2 separate regions of the Mus musculus genome follow, and region 2 is linked to region 1. Evidence: chromatin contacts called from public HiChIP or PLAC-seq data. All regions are on one chromosome and are shown on one strand. Each heading gives the region's core, a stretch centred on a gene start, on an enhancer-like site or on the middle of the called end of the contact. The rest is flanking DNA. Distances are from core to core; before and after follow the strand shown.

The links. HiChIP or PLAC-seq counts read pairs in DNA pulled down with a chosen protein or histone mark.
Region 2: an H3K27ac HiChIP or PLAC-seq map of CD8 T cells shows a contact between it and region 1, with 15 times the contacts expected there. The contact joins the enhancer-like site here to the promoter of Tab2 in region 1. A contact is called at or near these places in 7 of 39 promoter capture datasets (the C10 cell line, the HPC-7 cell line, cranial neural crest and 3 more), 5 of 484 Hi-C or Micro-C datasets (cerebral cortex, liver, nephron progenitors and 1 more), 23 of 115 datasets of contacts at active chromatin or transcription factors (CD4 single positive thymocytes, CD8 T cells, DN3 thymocytes and 15 more) and 3 of 9 other capture datasets (embryonic stem cells, liver and macrophages).

The regions. Positions count from the first base shown.
Region 1 is chr10:7,952,209-7,959,926 of GRCm38.p6, reverse strand. Tab2 (TGF-beta activated kinase 1/MAP3K7 binding protein 2) reads left to right here and starts at 3,804. Exons shown (of 7, transcript NM_138667.3): 1 at 3,804-4,126.
Region 2 is chr10:8,089,109-8,096,826 of GRCm38.p6, reverse strand. No RefSeq gene overlaps it. Among named protein-coding and RNA genes, the nearest start is that of Gm30906, 83 kb to the left of the region's middle. Within about 2 kb of position 4,831, at least 24 of the 459 cell types and tissues checked have an H3K27ac peak or open chromatin away from gene starts, as enhancers often do. A contact at or near this core is called in CD8 T cells, where this site is marked.

The DNA of each region.
Region 1 (7,718 bases), core at 2,555-5,054:
CCTCTAACTGAGGATACTGCTGAACGCCTGGCCAGTCTGCACCTCACAAGTGCTAGGATTCCAGGTGTGCACCACCATGGTTCATTACTTATGCCATCTTCTAAATCAAGATTTGTTAAATGCCATTAAAAACTATCTTAATAACAGATCGCACCATAGCAACCGCTCAGTGTCTCTCATTTGGACTACTGCACTGCTATATAATCTGTGGCTTCACCCCTAATCCAATGTCCTGAATAGCTTACCAACAAAGCCCCCGGGATCAGTCTATCTCTGCCTCCTCAATGCTTGGATTAGAGATACATGCCATATTGCCTCAGTTTTATTATGTGGATCTAGAGATCAGTCTTCAGGTTAGTCCAGCAAAAACCAGGTGAGGTGTCATGACAGCTATAAGGGCATCCATCTTAAAGACCCATTTATTTAATCATGTTCTTTCTCTAGTATAAACTCACGTTGCTCTCATTGCCTCAAGAACAGGCTAGGCTCAGCATTTGTGGTTTTACGCAGCTCTGCCTTCCTTTATATCTTGTATGCTATAGATACACCAAAGTAAGTGTTTCTCTCACTTCTCTCCTACACTGTTCAAGCTGTCACTGCCTGGAACCCTCTGGCTTCACCTCCACCTGCCACGTGCAGTCTTCCTCTTGAAGCTTGCCCTGCTTCTCCTGTGTTCACGCCCTGCACAGTACTATCTCCTCTCCTATGCTTCTATGGTGACTATCACCGTCTACCTTGTGCAGATGCTATTTATAAAGTGTAATCTCTTCCGCTACCAGTTCTGTGGAACAGCATTTTCTGTGAAGATGGAATGCATGGTTTACTGAGCACTTGAAATGTGGGCAGTGCAACTGTGGGTATGAATTTTAAGTTGATTTAAATAATCACAGGTGCTTGCTCAATCAGAAAGCACAAAACCACATTAAAATGTTCTGAATGGCGAATTGAATTTTATCCAGTTTCCTGTAGCTACTACAAAGAATACTTGGAAGACACAGTCTGCCCTTATTTTCATTAGTCTTGTGGCTAGAGGGGACTATCCACCAATTCTATAAACAGAAATCATAATTATCAACTATATAAAGACATTCCTAGTTATTTATGTTCCAAATCAAATAGACTGAAAATGTTAGAAAACATACCCAGATAAGCCAAACCTCCAGTTTGTTTGTAGGGAGAAAATAAGAGGAGGGACCATCTATCTGGAGCGCATTAAATGCCTCCCCTTGCTGAGCCAAGGAAGCCCCTAGGAGTTGAAAGGCCTCCTCTATTTTGCTGCTACTGCTGTGCTGAGGCGGAAGCCCAGGGCCTCTCACAGGTGTGTGTTCTAGCACTACAATGCATCTCTAGCCCAGGTTGGCTTTCTAAAAGTATTTGTTTTGAAATAGTGTCAAACTTATCAGAAATTGCAAGATCTTTTAGGCTTAAGTGATTTTGAGAACCGGGCAGATGTTACCCGATAAAGGCCAAGCTCATAACCAAACTTTCAAAACATTTTGAGACACTACAAATGCCCTAGATTCATCAAATATGACTTTTAAAATGCTTCTAATTACCAATATTTAAAACTTATCACCACTCTCTGTATGTGTATGGCAGATAGGAAGTATACATCCACACAGAAAAAGCATATAGAATATACATATTTTTTTTTCTGAGCCACATGGGTAAAGTTTTATACATTGTGTTCTTTTACCTCTTTAACCCTTCAGTGTGTTTAAGAATATTGTAATGAAGAACAAATTTCAGAAGGTTAAAGATAACATAATACTTACATTGTCTCTGTAGTCCTAACTTTACCTAACTTTACCCAGTTATCCCAATACAAACTACTTTGTAACCTTTTCTTTCCCAGCAAGGGATCCGCCTTGGGGTCTCATGTCGCATTAGGATGTCATGCTCTTTAGCATCCTTTAATCTGCGATCTTTGATTCTTACAAGATCCCAGAAGGGGTTTGTTCTGTTTTGTTTTTTGTTTGTTTGTTTTTAAAGGCATTAGTTCTTTCATAGAGTTTTCCTCTACATAGCTATCTGGGGCTTTCTCTTCATTAGAGATCCAAGCTCTTCAAATTTGGGCAATGATGTACGATTATATCTTCTCTTCCTTTTCTCAAACCCATTACATTTGTTTATATGGAAAATATATTTCTATTAAAATGTGTACACGTACATTTCAGAAAACAAATTTTGAACAGGAACTATTTTTTTCTTAATCCACTTCTATTATTTCAGCAGTATATGTTCGAATTGTGCCTCAGTTTAAGAGAAGTACTGTTTATTTAATAATTTCTTCAATTTATCTAAAATCATTACACTGACTATGGAAATAATTCCTCAGAGAACTGTAGTATTAGGGCTCAATGGCGTCTGTTACTGTGAATTAATGAAAACAGCATCTACTATGTGAATTATAATTTACTTTTACTTCGAACACAGAAAAAACACTTTTTCAAAGTATATACTTTTACTTTCTTAATGTCAACCGAGAGAAAAATTTAAAAGTTCCAATGTTGTAAATCATTAGCACTCTGACTTCTGGCGGGCTAAAAGTTTTTAAGTAGAGCTAAACCCCAATATTTCAGGTACTTTGTAAAACTGAGTGTAAAAAGGAAGTGAAAGGGTTTTAAGTGTTTAAAAAAGGGGCTTTAAAAACAATAAGCAATAAGCACCTATGGAGCTTATACTGATAACAGAATAATAAAAATAGTCCTTCCGGATTTTTTTCGGTAGTATGAATTTCTTCAAGGAAGAAACTGGCAGCGATATGCACACTTTGGACAGGGTCAAGAAGAAGAAAAAAAAAGCCTTTTTTTTTTTTGCCATATGAAACCGCCAAGATTTTAAAATATTTTACATTGTGAGAAACATCTGAACGTTGACCACCACCACCCAACCCCACCCCACCCCGAGGGAAAACGAAGCACATCTTTAAGAAGATAGAAACCAGAAGTGTCCCCTCCCCCGCGTCTCCCCTCGAAGCTAAAGTGTCTTTGGCTCTGCTTCTAGGTCTTCTAGGAACGTGCAGTTACAATCGCAACGACTCGCTTGATTCTTTAGATCGTTCTCTCTGCGGGCCCCCACTGCTGATCAAGGAAAGTCCAGCGGCCGAGCCAAACTCCGCTCGGGTCCCGCGGCTTCCAGGACGCGTCCCGCACCGCCCGGTCTCCATCCGACCCGCCGTCCCTCCCGGGTCACCCGGTAGCTCGCGGCCTGGGCGCGGCCCGGCTCCAAGGGGGTGTGTCCGGCTCGCGGCCCCGCAGCCCCGCAGGCCCGGCGCTCGCCTCCGCCTCAGGCCCACCTGCCCCGCGGCCCGTCAGGGCCTGCAGGGTCCCGCCCGTCTCCCCGAGCTGGGCCGCCGGCTCGCACGGCTCGCCCTGCTCGCACAGCCCGCCACCCGCTTCCGGAGCCGCGAGGCCCTCGGCGGCGCGCGCACCGCTCGGCTCCTCTCTCTCTCCCTCCCTCCCTCCCCGTCCGAGCGTGAGGGACCCGCGTGCTCCTCCTCAGCCCGCGCCGGGACGCGTCCCCTCCGGCCACGGCGAGCCGGGAGTGGGGACGGCGGCTGGCGGAGGTGGGGCGTGGACAGAGCATCCCCGCCACCCGGCGGAGGGAGGCCTCGTCACGGCCGCCGCCTCAGATCTCGCGGTGTTTGCCGGCCGCCGCGCCGCCATATTGTGTGGCCGTATTTTGATGCGGACTGGGCTGGCGGAGCCGCGGCGCGAGCGGGCGAGCGAGCGAGAGCTGGGGGGGTGGGGGGAGGGCAGGCGAGCGGCAGGGGGGTGGGGGCGGAGGGAGGCAGGGCGGCCGTGCGAGCCGGAGCCGAGCAGCGGGCCGCGGCGACGCCGCCCCGGCCATCGCTTTGATCCGCGGCAGGCGCCGGCGGCGGGGCGCCCCAGGCCGACCCCCTCCCCTCCCCCTCAGCCGCGAGCGGCGGCGGCGGCCGGAGGGAGTTGGCGGCGGCCGGGCGGAGGGGGCCGAGCGGGGAGGGAGGGAGGGCTGAGGTGTCCCCCCTGCCGGGTGGAATCGGCGCTGGCGGCGGCCGCGGTGACGACGGGGGAGACGGCTGCCCAAGTGGGAGAGGCGGCGGCGGCGGACGAGGAGGAGGGGGAAGCCGCGGCGGCGGCGAAGGGTAAGCGGACGGCGCTGCGGGGCCTCGGCGGGATCCCTCCCCACCCCCCACCCCCCCCACCCCCAGCCCGGCTCCCCGCGCCTGCAGCGGCTCGGGGACCGGCTCTGCCTGGCGCGCGAAGCCCTAGCGGGGCGTCCGCGCCTTCCTCGCCTTCGTCCGCCGCTCCGCCCGGGTCCTGCCCGCGGTGGCGAGGCGCAGGGAGGCCCCCCAAGTCCTGCGGGGAGGGTGGGGGCGGGGAGCCTGGGGCCTGGCCTGGGCTCCGGGGCGTCGGGGGAGGGGGACCGGGCCTGCCCCGGAGCCCAGCGCCGGAGAGAGCCGGGGGTGGGGGTGCCTTGGCCCCCGGTCCGCCCCCAGGCCTGTGATCTGGAAGTGGGAGGGAGGGAACCAGACGCCTTTGGGGGAACCCAGGTCTGGATAACGATGACTTCGGGGCCCGCGAGTTAAGGGAGAGCCGGGGAAGTTAAGTGCAGGGTAAAGAGGAAGCACCTCTCTCGCTTTGCTTTCCGATTTTGCTTGTCTGCAGCCTTCTTCCAAATGGGCAGCACGCCCCGCTGTGAAGAGGTTGGGGCCCCCTTAGAGTCCACAGGACTACTCTGATTTTCTTGCCCCGAGATAGTGGTTGGAAGAGGAAGACTTAACAAGGGTCCCTGGGTGTTGCTGACAGGTGACAGGTGGATCTGTCTGTTGCTGATGCTGTAGAATCCTTGGCTCATAATTGTAGGCCGAAAGTGTCAGGGAGCGTGTGAGTTTGTATTTACGTGTTTGGCCAAGTTTCATTCCATATATAGTATATTTGAGATGCTAAGTTTCCATTCAAGTCAGCTTAATTGTTATGGAGGAATTCTTCAAATGTTTCTGATAAGAGGGGTTTTCAGGAGAGTGGTGGAGACTTGCAGCCTCCTGGAGCTTTTATTCGAGTCTCCGTGAAGTTCGGGTTCCCAAAAGCATTGCAGGCTGTTGGTAAATGGGCTTCTAGTCATTGGAAAGTTCTTGGACACAAATGCAGTATTCGAGGCAGCAGCCAGACACTCTAGCTTTGCATCCATTTTGTCAGTGCTGGGTAAGTTAGTAAAGTGCCAAATCGTAGGGTTAGGTTGATTGCCATTTTATAAAAGGAATGGCTTTGTGTCCTAGCTTACTCAAAGGAGATGTTGCTCATGAAGCAGCTTCAAATTTTGCTAGGAATTTCACTGGGTACAAAAGAGGGTTGTTTGTTTTTTGTTTTGGTTTTTTTTTTTTTTTTTTGGTTTTTTTGTTTGTTTTGGTTTTGGTTTTGGTTTTGGCTTTTAGTTATCACTGTTTACCACACTTGGTACAGCAAGAGTTTTGATGCCTTTTCAGAAGCATCCTTAATGTCTTAGTAAAGGTGAATCCATGATTACTTTTAAAACTGTACAACTTGAAACCTTTTTGAAACCATACATATTTCTAATAAATGAACAGTTGCCTTTTCTTTTACTATATGCTTTAGCTAGCTACTTTAATTCCAATCCTTAGGAAAAAATGTCAGATTCATGAGTTGGGTTAGTATCCAGATAGTCCACGAAGGCTTCTGCAGCTTTTAACACGTGTGTGGAATGAATATGTTGAATGGTGGTACTATCTGTGTATTAGCAGGAAATAGAACAAAAATTCCAGTGATTCAGAACCTCTGCTTGCCCCTACACCAGTGTGTAATAGAGAGTGCTTTATGTTTTCAGGCTTAAAGAATCAAACTGAAAGTTGAATATGGCAATTATTATGTTAGCCACTGAATATATGCCATTGCTTCAACTTTCTTTTTGTTTCATCAGATAGCTTTTTCTGAGTTAGAATGGTTTCCAAAGGACACTGGGAAATACCACTATTCAAAATGTTCTCTGTGACCTCTCATAATAGAACCTGTGTTTGTATAATTCATAAGTAGATGAAATGATCAACGGTGCAAATGACAATGCTTCTCAGGGAGCAGACTTTAAGTCAGCTGTGGAAAGAGGTGCTTACCTTTAGCCAAGGCTGTGGTAAGATGTGTAGTTACCACACCTATTTAAGTGAGGCAAATTCTGCATAGTTAGGTGCGCACTGCCCAGACTCCCAATTATGTCCCTACTGAGTGTTTTATGCTCTGGCAAAGGTCTTAACATGATTGGCTTTGTGCCTTGACAGAAATAAAAGTTTTATTCCTCTTTTATGTAAGGAAAATTCCCAAAGAACTGGTTCAGTGAGCCACCTTCATTTTGAGAACTAAGCATAAAGTATAGCAGAGATTGCTTGTTTATGAGGCATGCGGTAGTAAAGCTCCAGTAGGATGGGTTTTCTAACCCTGAAGTTACACACACACACACACACACACACACACACACACTAAATGCTTATTTTTATGAATATCAGGATACTTTAGAAAAGAAGTTTTGCCTTCCTATATTTTTAAAAGTTCCTGGAAATATTTATAATGTAGATTATAAATCATAGAGTAACGTTTACATTTCATTATATCACATGCCTCAGAGAACAGAAGTAATGCTTTTTGTTTTGATTGACTTATGTTGTCTTTCTTTTAATAAGAACTCTTTAAATCAGGATTATGCGATAATAGAGACAGGTGTGCCGAGGAAGATGCTAGTAAAGGATTGGATGAGCAGTTTGCAGGAATATGGAAGTGTGGGGAGTAGATGGCTGCCAAGTATAGCAAAGTAACTGCTGGACTGCATTGAGGAGAGTTTTTTTCTATTGATGGGTGCTCACAAGCTGTGTGTGTCTTCACTTAACACTGTATTCAGATAGTAAGAGATTTGGAGATACTGAAATAAAATGAAAATTAAATATATGTTCACATTATTGACCTCTGGCTTATGGTCCCCTAAGTATTTGCCAGTATTTTAAAATTTTATGTCCAAATTATTCTGACCCTTAAAAAGTCAAGAATACACACTTACTCAGAAAGGCAAGCCCTAAGTACTCCCGGAGTTGCTAGGTACTGTGCATTCTCTTTGGTTAATCACTAAACTCAGCTGTGAGCTTGGTAACAGAGGCCAGTATTAAGGGGAAGACTCTGTCATTTTCTGAGTATCCTCATCTCAGAGCAGCCTGTTTATTACAAGTGGTGCTTTACCCACACTAGTCTTGTTTTTTGAAGGAAATGGGAGGGAATTACATATTTCACTTAGATTTTCTTGACTCTGAGGATTGTTAGCTGACAAGTTGATGTTTGAAGATTTCTGTAAGATATTTTTTAGGTTTTGCCAGTTTAAAAGTACATTAATTCAAAACTTTATGTAGATCCCTATCTCTATCTCCCAGTGGTGTTTGATAAATAAAGTTTTGCTGAATGTGACTATTTTATTGACCCTGTTCATTTTGTTTGTTTGTTTGAGATGGGGTCTTGATTTGAGCGCTGACCTCAATGCAGTGCTTACAGGTATGTCCTTGCCCTCCCTCATATTAATCAGCAGTTCCATTGCAGAAGTTTTACTATACACATAGTGTCCTGGTTAGGAATGAGAGCCGTGCTACTGAGCATCAAATCCCTACGGGGTACCAAGTTTTCATTCACTTCTCAAGTTTTTATTAAGCACTGCTTGTAGTGTCTGGGACACCTAAATCCTGAAGATGT
Region 2 (7,718 bases), core at 3,582-6,081, 140 kb before region 1:
TGCCATGTTGAGATGGTGCTGTCGGGCCCTCACCAGAGGCTGAAACCATGGATCTATCCAATTTCCAACTTTCAGTCTCTAAAACTGTAAACTGAATCAAGCCCTTTTCTTAACAAAGCACACAGTCTCAAGTATTTTGTCACAGCAATACAAAATGGACTGACACTGACTGAATGTCAGCTCTGATTGTAGTCCTGGCTCAGAAGTTAAGACTTTGCTAGTGACAGATTCTACACCAGGTCCCTTTGCTGCCCATCAGCTCCACCTTTATCTTCTGTCTAGTCTCATCTAACTGATTTATGGTCTGAAGTAAGTCACTAGTGGAAGGCACAAGGAGAAGCTATTCATTATGGTACAGCCAGCAAGTCATGATCTGAAAACATGTTCTGAAGAGGTCAGGTTCCTTAGGAGGTAGAGCATCCTATGCCCCGAGAAGATGCTGAGGGAATCCTCACCCCCAACCCCAGGGTCAGTCAAGAGGTAGTCAGAGAGGAAGGGGCTGGACACAGAAGCCAGTATGGTGCTTTCTGCAGCAAGAAGCTGACAGGGCAGGTATTTGATAGTCTGAGTCACTGTGGTGCCTCTCCCCAGTTTCCTGTGCCCTTTGTCCTGGGTGATCAGGGAAGCTGGATAATGACCCCCAAGCTGACAGCCTGACAAAAGAGGTTGCTGGAATGTGGGCTCTGGGTTATTTGCTTTGGAGTGGAAAACTGGGCTCCTGGGGATGGACTTTGCTGTCTTTAGGAATTAGCTAGCCCTGGGATAGGCAGACCCTCCAGCAACAGCAAGGCCCCAGAGGTCAAAGTATCAGAACAGCAAATGAAAGCTACAATGACTACAGGAAGCATGGTGGGGACGAGGGACAGGAGCAGGGAGGAGTGCAGATGGACATGGGAAAACCGTCATAGAGAGAGCCAGCTCTTCCCTCTCACCCCTTCTCTACTGGGAGCCTCTGAGCATTGACGCTCCTGTACCCTCAGTCCCCCTTTCTCTGTGGCTTGTCTCTCACTACTTCTGTTCACCTCTTCCCATCTTCTCTGATGCCTGTCAGGCTGTCAGGTCTCCAAGCTCCTTGGGCTGAGCCCTGGATAACTTAGCTTCTTGGTCTTTACCTTTCCAGAACTAGCAATTCTGCCACACTCCATCCTTCTGATTAGCATATACAAACAGGCCTTTTACAGCATCCTCTACAGCAACAGAGACATACACAGCTGTACAATGGGTGTATTCAGCCATGAAAAAAAATGAACTTCTGGGTTTGGGCTTACATTTCAGGGAACTCAGTGATCTTATGCCCTTCTAAAATGCAGGGTCAGGGCAGAGCACTGAAGCTGGTCAGCCTGAGCTTTTGGGAAAAATTGCCTAAATACCTTCTGGGTCGAGCTGGACCCCAGTGAGTCATCTCTGGGCAATAATACCATGGGCAGAAGTTTCTGGAAACATCAAGAAGGCAGTTCCAACCACCTCACTTTACTTTGTATGACTAGAGAGCAGTGTGTGAACCATTTGTAAGATGACCAAGGAGGAGAGCGATTGCCAAGCAAGCTTCAGGGACTGGGGGACCTGTGTTCAATCTGCCTGCTAGAAGCCGGAAAGAGTATCCATCTCTACTTCATCCCTGCGGCCCCTCATGAGCAAGCAGAGCCTTCGGTCCAGAACTGCCAGCTTTGTTAACTGCAGGCTTGATTTAGTCCTCTGTAGCTCTGCTTTTAGTCCTCTGTAGCTCTGCTTTTAGGACGGAGGAGACTTGGCAAAGGTCTCTCCAATGCCAGCGTTCCCACTAGTGAATTAAAATGCTCAGGAAGAAAGGTGTGTGTGATTGTTTTCTCATTAAGAACTCCTTTCCTGTGAGATGCTCAAGCTACTCTGAGCAAACAGAAATATTTCCTTCTGTGAATATATATATATATATATATATATATATATATATATATATATATATATCCTATCCGAGAAATTACATCATAAGAATTGGTCTTTAAGATTTTGCCTTTTACATAGTTTTTCATCTTATTATAGCTGTGTGCGATATTGTATTTGAAATTTCCTAATAAAGCATGTGTTCAGACCCTGCTGTGAACAGCCCAGGCTTTAGTAGTTGTTACAAAGCTCAGGCAGCAAAGAGCAGACTTTTGTTCTATTTCTTGCTGAATATTTGTAAAAATGAATGAGTGACTAAGCTTTATATTACATCCACAACTGACACATCCCAAATTCATCAATTTTCTCTCTCTCTCCTCTCTATCTGGAAATAGCCCCCTTCCTTCCACCTCCCCCCCCACCAACTTCCTACTCACTTCCTCAGTTATTTCCTACTTCTCTGACCATCATGGATTCAAGCAACAGCCTCCCCTTTTCAAGGCAGACTATTTACTCTTGAGGAAGATTACTATAAAATAAATCTCCTTAAAATGTCACTTAAAAGCTGGGTACGACAGCACACTCCAGTGGCCCCAGCTGTGAGGTGGTAGAAGACAGAGGCTCAGGAGTTTATGGCCTGGCTTAGTTACAAGGCAAGTTCAAGTCCTATCTTGGCTATGATGAGGCACTGTCTCAGAAATCAACTAATAAACTAACAGATACTGTGAAAAACATGTGTTATAGTTCCCCTCCCTTCTCAACTTTACTTTTCACCATTTCAACTATCCATGGTCAGTTACAGATTGAAAACACAAACCAGGAAATTCCAGAAATAACTAATATGCCTTAAGTGGCACACCATTTAAAGGAGCACAATGGAATTTCATAGTCCCATTTAGTCCTGCCCAGCATACGATCCATCCCTTTGCCACGTGTATAAACTTGGTCTTGGTTCATAACCTGCACGCATATGTCACTTGGTAGCTATGTTGGTTATCAGATTAATGAATGTGGTATGGCAGTATGTTCAAGTGATCCTTACGTGTCTCGCTGTTCATCATAAAGCCAAGATCATTCGCCTCTTTAACTCATCCTGTAGGCATAGAAGCATCTCACATCGTCACAAGGTGAGTGAGTGCCCCAAAGGATATTGTAAGAGGCCTCATTCATATAATTTTTGTTAGAGCTGATATTATATTTATTATTAGTCACCATTTAACTGAGCCTAGCTTACAAATTAAAATTGGCACTATTGGTCTATATGTATAGAAAACACCCTACAGTCTACAGGGGTGTTATGGTTTGTATATGGAATATTCAAAAGACTCATATGTTAAAGGCTTGATGCCCAAATGTTGAAATGCAACTGGACTGTGAGAGTTCTATCTTGATCAGCAGATAAATCCATAGTTGGGTGCATACTCTGATAGCATATTGAGGTGGGAGAAACGTTAGCCACGGGGCTATTTGGAAAAAGCAGGCGTCTGGGAGAGTGTTCTTGTCTCTGCTTCCTGGCTGCAGTGATGTAAGCAGCTTGTTCTGCTACATGCTGTCATGGGGTTCTGCACCCCCATTAACCAGAAACAACATAGTCAGAAACAGTCCCGGCACCTCTGAAACTGTATAGTTCTGAAACACATAGTTCCTTCTCTCTGATTGTCTCTCTTAGGTATTTGTTACCAGATCAAAAGTTCTGACTGATACAGAGGGCTTGGTACTGTCTCATACAGCTTCACTGGGGTCTTAGAAACAACCCTGCCCCTATAAAACGGGGAACTGCTATAATGTCCCCAGAGTTATATCTTACCTCCCAACTATACGGTGAATTCCGAGAGGGTACATACTATTGCTTCTATTTTCTGTTTCTCTCAGAAGGCTGAAGAGAGCCACCTGGATGGTGAGGTAATGGCCATGAAAACTTGCTCTTGCCTTTCCAACCTTTATTGCTTACTTTCATTAACTATTCAGAGCTTGGGGTAGTGAGATGACTTAGTGGGTGAGGGCATTTAACATCAACTTGGTGACCTGAGTTTGATCCGTGGGACCTTCTATCACAGGGTGGGGGAGAGAACTGACACCCTCAAACTGTCCTCTGAGCTCCACATACATTCTGTGGCATGCACATGCAAACCCCAACCTGTAACTCCCTCAGTCAACCAATAATTAACAAATGTAATTTAAAAGTTAAGTGTCCTATGCTTTATTTGGTTCTAGTAATCTGAAACTATTGATTCTGGTTCCTTTTGGAGGTTCCTTTTGGTGGGAGGCCTGGAATATGTAGAACCTGTCCTGCAATGCAAAGAGCTTTCTTTAAAACGAGCAGATTAAAAATTCTTCCCCCGTGAACAACTTAAACATGTATACATCTATTTGGTATGGCTGTGTCATATTACCTCCCTGAGATGTAGCTTGAATTTCCATGTCCAATTTAACTGTAAACAAGCTTCCAGTGTAGCAAGAGCTGCAGAAGCAGTTGGGATCCAGGGAAGGTGAGTGGGATGCCAAATTACCTCTGGCTGTTTCTGATCCAGAAGTGCAATCGGGTTCTGCTAACCGTGCCAACTTAAAATATACCAGAGACGCTTGCTCTGGGTAAGGGTGAAAAGAGATTTTTGATCCATTGCCAGACTCAAAAGCAGCCCTGGGTGGTACTTACAACGTCAGCTACTTGAGCAGAGAGGCTCCTTTATGCCTGAGGAGGGGCCGCTACATCTCTGAGTTAGAACAGACTCAGCAAAGATCTATGAGCCCAGTGTGGGCAGCCTCTGTTTACCATGAAGCAGCTTAAAAATGAACAAACAAGAGCACACAAACGCCTGCTCTCCTGGCTTTCTGCTGTGGGCATAGGGCTGAGCATACTGATGTTAGGACCCTCTCCTCCACAAAGGCATCCACCCTGCATTGTCGAGGCACAGCATAGCCCTACCCACCAGCTAGCTGCTCATCAGAGACCTTTGCAGCCACAGAGGCTGCCTGGCTTGAGTTCTACGGGGTCCCTGATCTGGTGGGAGCTATATCCTAGAAAGAGAAGGGCAGCCTTAGGGAATCCCCATTCCTGAAAGTAAGCTTCCAATTTTGAGCAGAAAAGGTGGCTTAGGTTAAAGAGCCCCTTAGTAAAGTGCACTTCCACACCCACACCCCCTACACACAAACCCTTATCACTCCCTAAAGGCCCCATTACTTTCACACTAGGGCATTTGAGTTTTGAGGAGAGCCAGACACACAGCCCAAATCAGCACGCAAACTAAGAAATTCCACAAAAATATGTCAGCATATAAATGGCTGAAAGGTCACAAGGTAGAGGGGGATTTAGAAAAATTCAGTTAGAAGCAAGCTGACAGTGGCTGGGGGCAGGGGGCAGGGGGGTAGACTGGGGATTGGAGAGTTGGGACAGGAAGTCACTTTTTCTCAAAAAGAGAGTTACAGTCTGAGTCAGGCTAAAGTCTGTCCTCAGTGAGCAGAGTGTGGCCCCCATGAAAGCCAACTTTATTAGGCTTCTGTCCTCAGAGGCTAGTGACTTGTTTTCAATGTGCTTCCTGCTATGGATCGAGTATCTCCCCAACAGCTGAGACTTGGCCCTTAGCCTACCGCACTATTTGACAGTGGTAGAGCCTTTGCATGGTGGAGGTCTTCTGGAAAGGTCTTAGGTCTTTGACAGCATGCCCTCGAATAGGATTGTGGAACCTTGGCGCCTCTCTCTCTCTCTCTCTCTCTCTCTCTCTCTCTCTCTCTCTCTCTCTTTCTCTCTCTCTCTCTCTCCTGCCTTGTTAGGGATACGATAAGCAATTTCACTTCTTGCTATAGGTGATAGATACTGCACCACAGCCTTGACCATAGATGGAAATTTTCCAAAACAAGCCTTCAGTCAGCGAAAATTAATTCTCTTGGCCATTTTGCCATGGGAGGGAAAAATGATTGATACATTTCCTTTTTTGTGTTCACCTTAGTCACAGATGTCTAAATAGTCACTGGGGCCAGGTAGCACCTCAGATGTATCCTAGGCTAAGCAAGCTGAGATGAGAGTGCTTCTCTGGAAAAAGGCTCGATGTGGATTGAACCGTGATCAAGACAGTATTCTGTGACCTTGTTTAGAAATGGAGTCTTCAGATATAATTACAATATAAGTTAGGACGAGACAGACCGTAGAGAGTATGGGTAGTGTCTACAACAGGGGAAACAGACACACAGAGAGAATAAAGACAAAGGAGGAGGTTGGAGGGGTGTAGCACAAGCCAAGCTCCACCAGGATTGCAGGCAGATAGCAGAAGCTAAGAGAACAGCAGGAAACCCATTTTCTTCCTTCTGAACAAGAATGGACCCACTGACACCTGCCTGACTTCAGGCCTAGAAGAGTAGACTTCTGCTGTTTTAGCCATCCTGGCCTTGGTTATTTGTTACAAGTTCTAAGAGCATGACCACAGGGATATTGGTGTTCCCAGAGCATAATCAAAAGAACCCTGGGTTTTGCCTAGAGAGAGCAGGTTGAGAACAAGTAGTAGAGCCAGGGACCTTATTTGTCAGGATTTGTGAAGATGCTAAGGAGGTGAGACAGAAGGAGAAGGGGTATCTCAGGGTCCCAGTACAACATTCTACATGTGTCATTAATGCCCCTGACCCTCTAGTACTCATTTGAGGACATGCTGCCTCAACTACTTCTGATGCTGTGATAGAATACCTCAATGTAAAACAACTAAGGAAGAAAGTTGATTTTGTCTTCTATTCTAGAGTTCATAATAGGGGCAGTGGGGACGGCTGAGGGGTGGCATGGAGACGTGGCACAAGCAGCCAGAGCAGAAAGCTGAGAGATCACACAGAAGCAGAGAGAACAAACGCGGTGGAGCTACAAACTCTAAAAGCCCTCCACAGGGCTCTACCTGGTAATGGTTCCATAGCATCCCCAAACTGCACCACCACACATACTGTAATCAAAGAGACAAAAAGAGAAAAGGAGAAGGAGGAAGATGCAGAGTAGGAGGACAAAGAAAAAAAGAGCTTTGCTCTAAAAATAACAAAACAATGCTCATGGTTCCTTCAGTCAGTCAGAGTTTTATAAGTATTTATGTGGCATGCTTTGCTAAGGCGCAGAGAACACAAGGTGGTCGGGACATGGTCCCTTCCACTAAACAAGTACCAGAAGCTCAGGAAGATAGGTTGATCTAACACTGTTTTGTAATAGGAAACACACGAGTACTATCCCCACAGCTAGAAGGGACTCTGATTCTAACCAATACTGTTGGAGTTTTTAGGGGAGACTCTGTGTAAGAGAAGAGGTAAACTGAGTCCCAACTGAGCTGTGAAGTGAGAGCTTGTTTCATGGTAAGCAAGAGAACTGGACTTTGTCCACTAAACTGAAGACAGCTGGAGGAGAGCCAACACAATAGCGTGGGACCTGTCAGAAGCCACAATGTCTCACTTTCCATCTCTCTGCTTCAGCCAAGCTCCAACCTAGCTGGGATAATCGAGCTTCGGGAGCCTTTCTACTAGGAGACCGTGTCTTCACTGAGGCTATTATTCTGAAGTCAGCAGCCCGTGAAATTGTGCGTCCCTGCCTTCCACCGTTCAGTGGAAAGGAATCCATGCTGCTTTGTGGCGCTCTCTCTAGGCACTTCAACAGTGTTTTATCGAGCTGGTGGGTGCAATTTCTTCCTTATCACACTGGTAAGAAATGGAAATTCTGCCAGAGTCCTGAATTGATTTTGATATGTGTCCCCATGTAAGAGTTTTCAACACGAAAGGCTTTGAGACCACTCTGAAAGTTTTCCAGAAGTAAGTCTGCCTTTTGGATGTCTATGGGTCAGTGTTGCTATTTTAAATTATGAAAATGTTTTTTTTCCTATGAAAGAAATGATAAGTTTATA